Regions from separate parts of the Mus musculus genome. Here regions 1, 2 and 4 are each linked to region 3. Evidence: chromatin contacts called from public ChIA-PET and promoter capture Hi-C data. All regions are on one chromosome and are shown on one strand. The core of a region is the stretch at or near the end of the contact, and the rest is flanking DNA. Distances in the headings are between cores, read along the strand shown.

Region 1 (2,821 bases), core at 7-2,506, 270 kb before region 3:
TGTGCAAGTGTGTGCTTTTGTTGCGAATGTGCTTACTGGCACCATCGTGTGTCTGGTAGTGTGTGCTTAAGCACGGGTTTGTTTGCATGCCTGCTTGCCAGTGAAGTGTGTGTGCGCGCACACATGAATTTTCGTGCAAGCTTGTCTGCGATCACACGCGTGGGCCCGTGTATCTTTGTGCACGCTTGTTTGTGCGCCGGCCCGTGCACTCTGGGGTGAGGGCATTTCTCAGTGGAGCGGGGGGGGGGGGGGGGTCGCAAGGGGCGCTCCGACTCCTTGGTCGCTCTTTTCCCGGGGCTGAAATAGTAGACAGCGGCGGTTGACCCTGAATGCTTCCGGAAACTTCGGGCAACCCTCGGTGGAAGCACAGGTAGAAGCCAAGCTCTCCAGGGTGACTCTGAGATAGTCATTTTCTTTCGCCTTCCTAGGACAGCCGCTCAGGGGTGGCCTCCAGCGGCGATCCGGCAGGAGAGCCTAGGCCCTGTCTTTTTAACCCCACTGCTGGCGGGAGCACGTGAGCCGGGGCTCCGGGTGGCAACCGGGCGCCGCCGCCTTCGAGGCAGTTGTGTTTCGAACGCTGCCTCTGGCCCGCGGCCAGGCGCCTGGGCTCGGCTGTCCGCCTGGCCTGCCCCCTCCTCTTGCTTCTCCTGCAGCCCCCTCCCCTTTATCCGCCCACGATCAGAGGTGGGCACTCCCCGTTCCCGCCACCCCCTCCGCAAGTGCGAGCGCGCGTGTACACACACGCACACGCACGCACACACTCATCCCTCTTGAATCCCGGGCAGGAACTCTGAAAACTTGCAGCACGGGCAAAACTTGGGCTCCGGGTGCAGAGCGCAGAGGCCAGCAGCTTGTCCCTCTGCATCTGTGCAGTGCCGCCGCCTGACCCCGCCACCCGAGGAGGCGCGGTGCCACCCACTGCTCTGTTCCTTGCTAGAGCTGAGCTGGGCGCCCTACCGGATCCTGGCAGAAACTTCCACTCTCTCCTCGGTTTCTGACCGCACTAGTCAGTCTCTATCTCTGTCCCGTTCTGTCTCTTTGTCTCTGTCTCTCTCTGAGTTTCTGTCTCTGTCCCTCTTCTCTGTGTCTCTCTCTGGCTCTCTGCGTCTCTGTCTCTCCTTCCCGCCCCCCTCCCTCTCTCTCCCTCTGGGGTGGGGGAGAGGAGGCGGAATTCTTTCCCCGCCTAACATTTCAAGGGACACAATTCACTCCAAGTCTCTTCCCTCTCCAAGCCGCTGCCGAGCGTCCCAGTACCCGCAACTCCCGAGCCTTTGCGGAGAGAGCAACCCTCTCCGCCTCCAACTCTTCCCTCTCCTTCGCTTCCCGCCTCCTCTCCCTACCTCCACCTCTACCTCCGCCACCCACTGCCCGCAGCGCCTCCTCCTTTCCTCCTCCTCCTCTCCTCCTCCTCTCTTCCTCCTCCCCTCTCTCTTTTTGGCAGCCGCTGGACGTCCGGTGTTGATGGTGGCAGCGGCGGCAGCCTAAGCAGCAGCAGTAGTCCCCGGCGCACTCGCCAGCTCGCCTGCTCTCGCCGCTCTTGCCCTCTCCAGCTCTCTACATCCCGTCTCCCGAAAGGTGCTGGGCGGATTCGGGGCGGCGGAGGCCGAGCGGCTGCAGCGGCGGTACCGGTAGAGGCAGTGGTAGCGGCGGCGGGAGGCAGGATGAGCGCACGCGGTGAGGGCGCCGGGCAGCCGTCCACATCAGCCCAGGGACAACCTGCCGCCCCGGTGCCACAGAAGCGAGGACGCGGCCGACCCAGGAAGCAGCAGCAAGTCAGTACGCCGACGCGGAGGGGCCACTCAGCCCACCCGCGACGCCTCTGCCCCCGGGGCCCCGCGACACGCCGGGCGACCGGAGCGCGGGAGCGCAGCGGCTACGGCAGCGCAAGCTAGCCCGCCTGCCACCCGGGTGTAGGTGGGGCGGGAGACCGAGTTCCCCTGGAGAGTGCGCGGCGCAGTCTCTCCGGGTACCCGCGCTCCCCGGCTCCAAGAGCTGGGGTCCCGCGGCGAGCCGTAGCCACCCGGTGGAGGTGGGGTCGCGCGAATCGTGGACAGGGACTTTCGCTATTGTGCGCAGCCCCGGAGCGGCGCGGCGTGGCTCGGGGGGGGGGCATCGAGCCTCGGGGGTCCCAAAGAATAAAAGCGTCGCTTTGTCAGCCGCTTTGGCGACTGGGGGGACTGGGGAGTTCAGGAGGGGCAGGACTGCGAGTCCGAAGCTCTTAGACCCGCGGCTTTCTCCGGCTTCTCGGGGCCGCCTTCCCGTAGGAGGCTGATGCGCCGCGGCCGCCCCCTCGGTGCCCTCCCCACACTCCATGGCCCAAGGCTCGCGCCCTCCCGACAAAGAACGCGTGCGGAGCCGACTGCCCGCCTGGTGCTCCTCCCGAGGATATTTAAATGCCTGCCGAGCTGCTACAGCCGCCGGGGCTGGCGGGGAAAGGATCCCGGAGGATCCCAGGCCCCCGCGGGCCCGGGAAACGCGCTTCGCCCAGGGAGCTCTGGAAGGAAAGTGCACGGTAGCCAGGGTCGCTTCCCCGCCAGGAGTCGGGTCCCTCTTTGGCTCCTCGATCCCGCTCCTCTGAGCAGCCCAAGTTTTAGCTTCCTCTTGGGCGAGTGGCTGGGGGCTGGGAAGGGACGGTCGAGGGGCACCCAGGACCCCGCGGAATGGAGGGTTTTGTCTGCGGATGCAACCAATTAAGAGTGCAAGCCGGCTGTTGCAGAGTTGTGCGCAGCGCCCAGGGCCGGGGGCGGGCGGGCGGGCGGGCAGGGGGTTGGGACGTTCGCAGCAATTTCCAAGCCTAAGGACGCGTCTATTGAGAACAGTA
Region 2 (2,934 bases), core at 381-2,880, 410 kb before region 3:
CTTCAAGGCCACACCTACTTCAACAAGACCACACCTACTCCAGCAAGGCCACACCTACTCCAACAAGGACACACCTTTTTGTAGATCTATCCATTGTGACAGGGCTCCACAACTCCGCACTTTGATTGGTTGTGGTTTCTCTGTAATAACCTCTAGCCGTTGCAAAGAGAAGTCCCATTAATGAGGGCTAAGACGTGCACTTTTCTGTGGGTATATGAATACATTTGAGTGTTAGAGATTAATCTAGTTTGGTAAAGGGGTGGTTGTAGTTTCTCCTCCAAGATCCATGACTTCACTAGTCCGGGGCAGCTGGCTAGTGTTCCAGCATCAGGCAAGATTCCCTCCTCTTGAGGGGGTCTTAAGTCTAATTACAGACCTGTTACCTCCAAAGTAAGGATGCTCCCCTAGGGTTATTGTGCCACACAGGTCACTGCTGTGGTCCATAGGCGCTGTAGTTGGATAAAATTGCTGGCTCTTTCTCTCCTGTGGAAGCTGGCATGGTGCCTTCTGGTGCCAAGAAGGCTAGCCCTTAGGAAGAACCATTCGGGTCAGTTCCAGTTTAGGGGCCTGTGCATGGTGTCTATAGCAAGACACCAAGAGGAGAGATTTACCTCCCACATCTGGAGGGCATCCAAGGAAAATAACAATAGTCCATAGAGTTTTGGGAATGCCTCAGATAATCCTGACCAACAACTCAAAAGAGGTCTTCTAAAGCCTGATGTGGGGGTTTCCTTAGGTGGAGGTGGTCTTTGGCTCTTGGAAAGAGCATTGTTAGCCCAGATGAAAAATATATACACATCTATATTTGTGTGTGTGTGTATATACATATATACACATATATATGTATATTGTTTATAGATTTATATTATAGAATTTTTTAGGCAGACAGTTAATAGTATGATCCGTTTATGAACTTTTCCAATATCCTTGCTGACATTTCATCCACCTCTCTCCTTTGTCTGTATTCTATCTCTATTTCCCCCTCTAATTCTTGTTACTGAATAATTTAGTGAGTTCGGAAATGAGGTCACCACGGCTCCCCGCCACTCGCTCCGTCTTGCTCTTCATTTAAGAACAAAATCAACAACTATGCTCTGCAAGTTTGTGGGTGCATTTAATTCAAACTTCTTTGCTTCAGATTCAAATCAATGCCAAGTATTTTGTAATCCCCTCTTCCTTCCATCCTCCTTCCCTCATTTCTAACCCCCTTATCTACAGTCAAGGAAAAAAAAAAGTTCATTTATAGGAGAAAGGAATCCACTGGAACCAAAGATGCCAGCTTGGGACCCTTTTCTCTGTGTGCCTGCTGGGGCGTCCCTGGAGTGTGGGAGCAGTTTCTGGGAGGTCCACAGGCTAGGTCAGCCAAGGGCCTTCTCTTTCCATTCATCCCCAACTTGACTCTGTATTCAGCTGAATATAGTTAAAGGATTTATTGCCGTCATTTTGCTCCTTAAATTAAGAGTCATTGTGGTGAGAACAAACCATAGCAATATGGCCCAACCACAAAGACAGAAATTACTTTGTAAGTTTCAAAGGATTTTCACCAAAGAACTGCTCTGTGCAGAGGGTGTTGGGGGAGACATCTGATGGAGACACGTTTTCTTCCGCCACTATAATAAGGTATGTGTACCCCTCCAGAGACGTGAGTCACATCTCCTGTGACAGGAAGCTGTGGATAGTTTCTGTGGGTTTGGGGGTGGGGGAGAGTTGTGTGTGTGTGTTAAATTTTCAACGCTGCCTGTTTCCTATGACTCGTGAGTGGCTCATCACCTGACTCATGTGCTCTTCTGGGAGGGGGTCTCCTAAATGTGGCTTTTAAATCTCAGTAATAAAGACACCCAGCTGTTCTGATTCCTAATAGGATGAGAGAACACACAGGAAATGGAGTCAGAGCTTTGAGTGAACATTTTCTGAGGTCATCTCTTCCTGGCTTTCTGCAGAATTATGCATAGACTGCTCTAGGCTTCAACACTTTTTTCTTTTTTTAAAGACCTTATTTTAAATGTTCCCCTCTTGGCCTCAGTAGATTAATAGATTCCAGTCAATCCTTTGGTTTTGTTGTTGTTTTCCAGGCTAAAGCCACACTTTGCTGAAGCTGACCCTCTGTGGGATGTGTACCCTGAGCCCCACTGACCCAGTCAGCAGGGAACTTGGCAAGTTCAGCGTAGATGAAGCTCAGGCTATAAGATTTGTAGGAGATGATGCAGGCTAAGATGGGAAGGGAAGCCAAGAACTAGATGTGCCTCTGTGCCAACCTGAGACCCAGTCTTTGCTTTTGCTTGGCTGACTCTTTCATTTTAATATTCAAAGTGTGGTCCCCATTTTGATTTAACATCCAGATCTCTCTGTTTCCTTGAGGCATGTTCATGCCCTCTCAGTTTGGGATGATTCTCACCCGCTTCTACCCCCAGCATTACAGTCTTGCACTATCTATCCCCCCCCCCCCACCCCAGCTATACAGCCTTGCACGATCTACCCACCAGCTATACAGCCTTGCACGATCTACCCCCAGCTGTACAGCCTTGCACGATCTACCCCCAGCACCTCTCTGGCTTTTCCTTCTGCTCTCTGCTCCAGCCACATGCTCCCTTGACTATGCCTGAAATGCACTCAAGGCCTCTACCATGTTCCCTCTCTGTCACACGCCTCCTGCAGATACTCATTCGTTTCATTCTTTACCTTTTAAACCCCTTTCTCAAAGTCCCTTGACCAGCAGCTTACAGACTTTTAAAGTCCGAACTCCCTATCTCCCCTACATGGTTTTTCTACCCATCCCGCTGCTTTGCCAAGCTTATTGCATGTATTGCCTGCCCTGACTAGAATGCACGTTCCCTAGGGGAACAGCGTTTGTGTACCGCTTGGTGTCAAGATCTAGAATACACCTCTTCAGGGCATATCTCCCAGGATGAATAGATACGCAGATTGCATAAGGGT
Region 3 (2,816 bases), core at 280-2,779:
TAGTGGTTTCTTACAGTACAAAGTCCACTCTTGTGTACCACCCAGCTACCATGCGCCTAGGTATTTATCTAAATGAGTTGAAACTATGTACACACAAATACACACACACACACACACACAAAACCCAGGGGAGTTTGCAAAACAGTTTTATCCATAACTGCCCAAATGCTTGAGCATTCAAGAGAACGACCTTGAGTTGAAGAAAGAAAAGTACTCAGGCACAAAGAGAAAGCAGAGGACGCTTCTATAGCAAGGGCTAGTCAGCAATCCGGCCACGGAGGATAGGGGTGGGGAATCGTAAGTACACACGGCAGTACCAAGTGAATAATGTAGATCTGAAGAGGAAAAAAATAAATAAAACACCCAACACACATGATCTTAACTACGTGGCATTCTGGACTAGGCCTGAGAGAAAGGAAGAATGACAGTCGGACACACATACACTATGACATGGGTGAGCTTTGAAGACATTAATAGAAACATGCCAGTCACAACGGCTAACATGTATGATTTCTTTTTTACTGAGGCAGTTCTAACCGTTTCATAAAGACTGAAGAAATGGGAGTTGCCCAGGGCAGAGGAGGCTGGCAATGGCGAGTTACTTATGGATACAATTTCACTTTTGCTTTGAAAGATGACTAAGTTCTGGCTGGATAGGAAATACCACAGGGCGACAAAACATTACTGCTTGGTACCTCAAAGGTGTCTAGGGTAGCAATTTTTTGGCTACCAGTACTTTTTCATAATGAATATATTTTAAAAGCTGAGCTCACTTGTCAAAATAATTTCAAAATTCATTACAGGAATATCGGGCTAGGTAAGTACCAAGATTCTAGATGCGTCAGAACCACCTTCATTTTTTTTTTTTTTTTTTAAATCCAGAACCGGTTTGAGCTGCCCAGGCAGGTCCATTTCTGTAAAGTGACCTTTGGTGGACAGTGAATTCCGCTTCGTTACGCGTCAACGAACAGCCTAAACTCAAAGTAATAACTTTGAGTCGCCGTGACTTTATGCGTCGGTCTGGGAAACTTCTCAGTCATCACACACACGTATGCCGAGTTCTGTACCCCACGGGGAGACAGTAATGACTAGGATGGTAAGGTCTCAGCACGGGGAACAAATAAATGAGGGCATCAGCCCGTGATTTCCAATGCTTGATATGGATCCTCCTGGTGTGCTGACCCCAAACATGCAATTATATCTGTCCCTACTCCAGAACTGTAATTTTGCTACTGTCACGAATCGTAATGTAAATATCTGATGTGCAGATGGCCTTAGGCGACCCCCTGTGAAAGGGTCCCGCTTGCGACCCTCAGGTTGAGGACCGCTGACCTAGGCGACCCGGCCCACACCTCTAGAAGACAACTATGTCTCCCTCTGGTCACTTGGTCCCCCTGACCCCCGCCACATACCCATGCGGATGTGCACGCTGGCCGACGCCACGCAGCTGCCGTAGTTGAAGTCATCCTCGATGGACGAGCGGGGATAGCCCGGGTCCGTGTCGGCCATGTCGCCAGCAGTGCCCGCCCGCACCTGCCCCGGCCGAAGTGGGAGCCTACACTGACCACAACCGCCTTCACCCACTTCCGGGATGGCCGCCAGACAGAACTAGCCGAACTGCCTCTCTGCAGCGAGCGCCGAACCAGTCGATCGCTCCCATGGAAAAGTCTCCACTAGGAGAGGAGGTTGCTTTCTAGTAGGAGACAGATTGCTCTCTCCCACGTCATCGCAAGGGAGTTTTTTCTAGGATTTTCTTTAAAAGTTCCTCTAGGCCTCTAGAGAATCTCTTCCAGAAAGAGTGCTAAACAAGATAGAAAGATTACGGTATCAATCAACAACCTCTCATTAATTCACTTCAATACTTGGTCCAGGAATGCACTTTTAAGTAAAATTATTTTAAAGCAACATTTAGGCCTTCATTTATTGACCATTTCTTTTAAAACAGACCCCCCCCCCTGCTTTTAAAGTTAAATAATCCTTCATCTTGAAAGACAAGTAGGAATCCACCCCCACCCCCATCCCACCCCCACCCCATGGGCGTAATTCAGGTTTTCACGGATTCGATGTTTGTGAATTGAGAGGGCAAAGTCATCGTGGTGGTGTACAGGACAAGTGCCAAAGAATGAGGCTGGACAGATGAACAAAGGCAAGACCACTGAATGCCAAATATAGAATTCGTGACCGAAACCAAAACCAAAGGAAGAAGGACAGAGAAAGTGGCGATAACAAAATGCATCTGTCATGACACTATTGCAAGCATGAGGTGTAGACTCGCCAAAGAAATATTCCAGGACACCACTAACTTTATTTATCTTTATTGTTTTAAGGGTCTCAATATGCATCTAGCTGCCGTGAGACTCATTATGTAGACCAGACTGGTCTTGAACTCAGAGATCCACCTGCCTCTGTCTCATGAGTGCTGGGATTAAAGGCGTACCAACCGGCCCACTTGTAATTATTTCTATGAGTTTACTTTGACTCATCCCAAAGACAGCAAGTGGGATTCAAAATATTGAAGAACTGTCTATTCTAAAACTAAAAATGTAATATTTTCAGGAAACTTTTTTCAGATATGTTCCACAATAACAAGAATGAAACATGCTTAGCTTTTTATTATTTTTTAAACATGTTGTTACTCACTTCAATAAAGGTAAGAATAGTATTTATTATAGAAGGCAAACTGGAGAAGAATTGGCAACCATCTTTTTATTATCTAAAGACAACACCAATATCTCATTCAGAAAAAAATAATTCTAGCTAGATTGTGCCCCCTATGTGAAAGACAAAATATTAGAACTTAAAGTTATATAAAATAA
Region 4 (3,149 bases), core at 88-2,587, 380 kb after region 3:
CTCCCTCCTATCTCCTCTATAGAGTCAATAACTATTCTGACTAATATTCTTACAAATTGATGTCTTTGGACCTAAACTAAATCATATGAAATTTTCTTTAGCTTCCTTAACACAATATTATATTTCAGACTCACCCCTCAACTGCATGTAGCAGTAATGCTTTCTTTTTAATTCTATATAGCATCCCATTAAATGTTATGATGTTTTTATTGATTCTTACAAACAAGAAAAGGAAACGGATAAACTCACACATAAAAACAACAGCAAGACAAAAGAGTTAAATCATGAGAAGGAAAAGTAGTGAGGTCAGGTTACAGTGCCTGGGTTTCCTCATCAGACCTTCCTAGAAGGGCAAGCAGGGTCTAGGGCAGGCCACAGGTAGCAATAGAAACAGGGTGTATATTTGCCTGCCCATCACAGACTGTGCCAGAAAGCTTTGCTCTGGGGGTCACTATGACTCATGACTTTTTGAGATTGTCCTATTATAGTGGGTGATGGTGTCATATAATGATGGCCTTTAAACTTCCCAGGCTGCTCCTTCCTTCAAAAACAGACCCAGGTCTCTGCCTCTCTCCTTCTCTGCCTCTGTGCTTCTCTGACCTCACCCAGCCTCTACCACACCCCTCAGCCTCTGCCCCGCCCTCATCCCTGCCCCCATCCCCCAAACTGCACTCTTTTGTTTCACTTTGTATCTTGCCTGTGGCTCCATTGCTAAATCCAACTTTCCAGGTCATTTTTCTCATGTTCCCTCTGGGTTGTAAATTAGGCCTTGGTTTGCCTGTTTTCTTATCTTCCAAAAACTTCTGAAAAATCTTTGAACACCATTTTCCTTACAGTTTTAGAACCAGCCTTTCCCTTACACATTGTTTGAGAGGTAACATAAGCAAACGTTTGTGGTCAGTGTGTACACCCTTGGCTGTTATCTCTTGTACAGATTTTAAAATTGCAGAGACGGGCATTTAAATCACACAAATAAGTAGCATACCAATAAAATACACATTAGGATATCAGGAATTAATCGCTCGTGGGAACTGATTTAATCCTGGGAATTTATAACTGAATTTTCACAGTTTATGAACCAAATTCATCAACAGACCACTTAGAAGGCGAAGGCATTAAATGAAGTTGACTTTTGATCTGTACAAGTCACCTTGCTCAGTAGAACAGAAAACACTCAATTCAATCAGAAACTCTGTGGGGCCCTAAATGTTCCCCAGGCTGAAGTCAATTGGGAATTCTGTCATGCAGAATTTAACAATAGTTTGTCCTTCAGTCTCCAGCCTCCTGGTGTTCCTGGCCTCCTGCCAGAACCTTCCTCCAGACAGCTAGGGCAGACTCTGAGAAGAGGAGGGAAGAAGGAGGGCAAGGAACACCCAGCTAGTTAAAGGGGAAATGAGTAGGTGTAAGAAGAGGCACACGATCACGTGATCCTTGGGGACTTACTTCTTCCAGTGATTAAAAACACCCTGAAAGGTTATTAAACAACCCAAACAAAAAGCAAACAAAAACCCCCAAAATAAAGAAACAAAAACTAGGCTTACAGGAAGCCCAGCGGGCAGTACAGGCCTGTAATGCTAGCCAGTTGGGAGGCAAATCTTGGAGCAGTTGAACTTTTTCCACAAGTAGGGTTGGAAGAAGGTAAGTTTTTTTGTTTTTTTTTTTTTGTTTTTGTTTTTGTTTTTGTTTTTTTGTTTTTTGTTTTTTTTTTTTTTTGGTTTTTCAAGACAGGGTTTCTCTGTATAGCCTTGGCTGACCTGGAACTCACTTTGTAGACCAGGCTGGCCTCGAACTCAGAAATCTGCCTGCCTCTGCCTCCCAAGTGCTGGGGTTAAAGGCGTGCGCCACCACGCCAGAATGGAGAATGGAAGGATGGGAAAACAACAGTGTTCTCCACACAATCAAACTGAGGAGTTTGCAACCTTGCTTTTCAGCTAGTCCTCATTCTCTCAGCCTCTGCCTCTGCCTCTCTGTCTCTGTCTCTCTCCTCCCTTTTCACCTACCCTCCCCCCCACCCCCCTTTTGAGAAAGAACATTGTATGTCCCAGTGTCCCTATGTTGCCAGCAGTGTGGTCTTTGAACGCCTCAGCTTCCTGCCTCTCTGCCTGAAGACTGCCTGGATTATACTCCCTATGTTGCCAATGTGTTTTTTGAACTTCTCAGCTTCCTGCCTCTGCCTGACAACTGCTTGGATTACAGGCATGCACCCGTACACCAGCATTTAGCTACTATCTCCTCGAAGACCTTCCTGAGTAAGGAGATAGGGGGCATCAGTTTGCCCTAGATAGTAAAAGCAGAAACATCACATGATGACAAGACATGCCTTCCGTGGGGAGGTCTTATGCATGCAGTCGTAGCCTTGTGTAGCCTTGCGTAGCCTATGTGTACAAAGGCCCCGAGGTATCGGAGAACACTTTGGCTCATTCCTCTTGCAGGGGGAAGGGTATTATATACACACCCCACTTAAGGCTGGTCCTCCACAGCCTCTTAGCTTCCACCTTCCATCTATCACACAAAGAAGCTTTTCTGAAGAAGGTTGATAATCGTACTTATATGTGTGTATGTTGATCAGTGCTTTGGAAAGAGTTTTGTGCCATGTCAATTTAGCAGAGTAGAAATAGTAGGTTTTCCTCTAGTGACTGCTATCTGTTCAGCCATGAGTACTTGGCCCAGGCTAATGGTGCCAGGAAAGAGTTCCATTTTGTAGAGCAGGCCTTAAGTCAAGTTGGTTGGTTAGTCCCGCAACATCAGTGCCACTATTACATCGGTGGGCATATCCTATCAGGTTAGTCATTGTTTGTAGACTATAAGGCTCATAGCAGGCTAAGAGCTATAATTCACTGTATGCTCTGGAAGTATATACACTACCTTCTAGCACTGTGGAAGCTAGCCAGCAGGAAAGGGGCTTCTAGGTTGGTACCAGCTTGATTTCGCCATCTGCAATGACAGACTCAAGTATGCACAATAGGCTCTCACTGTCAAATTCTGATGGGGAATCAAGAGCAGTGGCAACAGCCTGACATGTTTGTTGGAAGGGTCTAAGGGAACCTTTTGATGAACAAGTCAGAAGGGGTTCTGGAACAGGCAAAATGTTCCTCTAGCACCTAAGCTAATTATCAACAGCATTCCTGTCAGGTATAATCCAAAGAAGC

What was found. Promoter capture Hi-C pulls out the DNA fragments that hold promoters and counts their contacts. ChIA-PET counts read pairs in DNA pulled down with a chosen protein or histone mark.
Region 1: a contact with region 3 is called in a promoter capture Hi-C map of embryonic stem cells, with 53 read pairs. The contact joins the promoter of Hmga2 here to the promoter of Tmbim4 in region 3. A contact is called at or near these places in 6 of 39 promoter capture datasets (cranial neural crest, embryonic stem cells and neural stem cells), 7 of 484 Hi-C or Micro-C datasets (all in embryonic stem cells), 4 of 115 datasets of contacts at active chromatin or transcription factors (bone marrow-derived macrophages, embryonic stem cells and pancreatic cancer cells) and 2 of 9 other capture datasets (adipose tissue and liver).
Region 2: a contact with region 3 is called in an RNA polymerase II ChIA-PET map of memory CD8 T cells, with 30 read pairs. The contact joins the enhancer-like site here to the promoter of Tmbim4 in region 3. A contact is called at or near these places in 2 of 39 promoter capture datasets (cranial neural crest and neural stem cells), 1 of 484 Hi-C or Micro-C datasets (CD8 T cells) and 3 of 115 datasets of contacts at active chromatin or transcription factors (bone marrow-derived macrophages, embryonic limb bud and memory CD8 T cells).
Region 4: a promoter capture Hi-C map of embryonic stem cells shows a contact between it and region 3, with 2.1 times the contacts expected there. The contact joins the enhancer-like site here to the promoter of Tmbim4 in region 3. A contact is called at or near these places in 3 of 39 promoter capture datasets (the 3T3-L1 cell line, embryonic stem cells and frontonasal cranial neural crest), 2 of 484 Hi-C or Micro-C datasets (embryonic stem cells and reprogramming fibroblasts), 12 of 115 datasets of contacts at active chromatin or transcription factors (astrocytes, bone marrow-derived macrophages, craniofacial prominence and 8 more) and 1 of 9 other capture datasets (adipose tissue).

What each region holds. Positions count from the first base shown.
Region 1 is chr10:120,474,904-120,477,724 of GRCm38.p6, reverse strand. It overlaps Hmga2 (high mobility group AT-hook 2), which reads left to right and starts at 1,256. Exons shown (of 5, transcript NM_010441.3): 1 at 1,256-1,772. The coding sequence starts at 1,662.
Region 2 is chr10:120,615,562-120,618,495 of GRCm38.p6, reverse strand. No RefSeq gene overlaps it. Among named protein-coding and RNA genes, the nearest start is that of 4930471E19Rik, 19 kb to the left of the region's middle. Within about 2 kb of position 1,630, at least 112 of the 459 cell types and tissues checked have an H3K27ac peak or open chromatin away from gene starts, as enhancers often do. A contact at or near this core is called in CD8 T cells, bone marrow-derived macrophages and memory CD8 T cells, where this site is marked.
Region 3 is chr10:120,207,539-120,210,354 of GRCm38.p6, reverse strand. It overlaps Tmbim4 (transmembrane BAX inhibitor motif containing 4), which reads right to left and starts at 1,529. Exons shown (of 7, transcript NM_026617.3): 1 at 1,413-1,529. The coding sequence starts at 1,509.
Region 4 is chr10:119,828,794-119,831,942 of GRCm38.p6, reverse strand. The region is part of intron 1 of Grip1 (glutamate receptor interacting protein 1); the gene reads right to left. The region is part of intron 4 of Grip1os1 (glutamate receptor interacting protein 1, opposite strand 1); the gene reads left to right. Among named protein-coding and RNA genes, the nearest start is that of Gm51815, 11 kb to the right of the region's middle. Within about 2 kb of position 1,337, at least 13 of the 459 cell types and tissues checked have an H3K27ac peak or open chromatin away from gene starts, as enhancers often do. A contact at or near this core is called in embryonic stem cells, where this site is marked.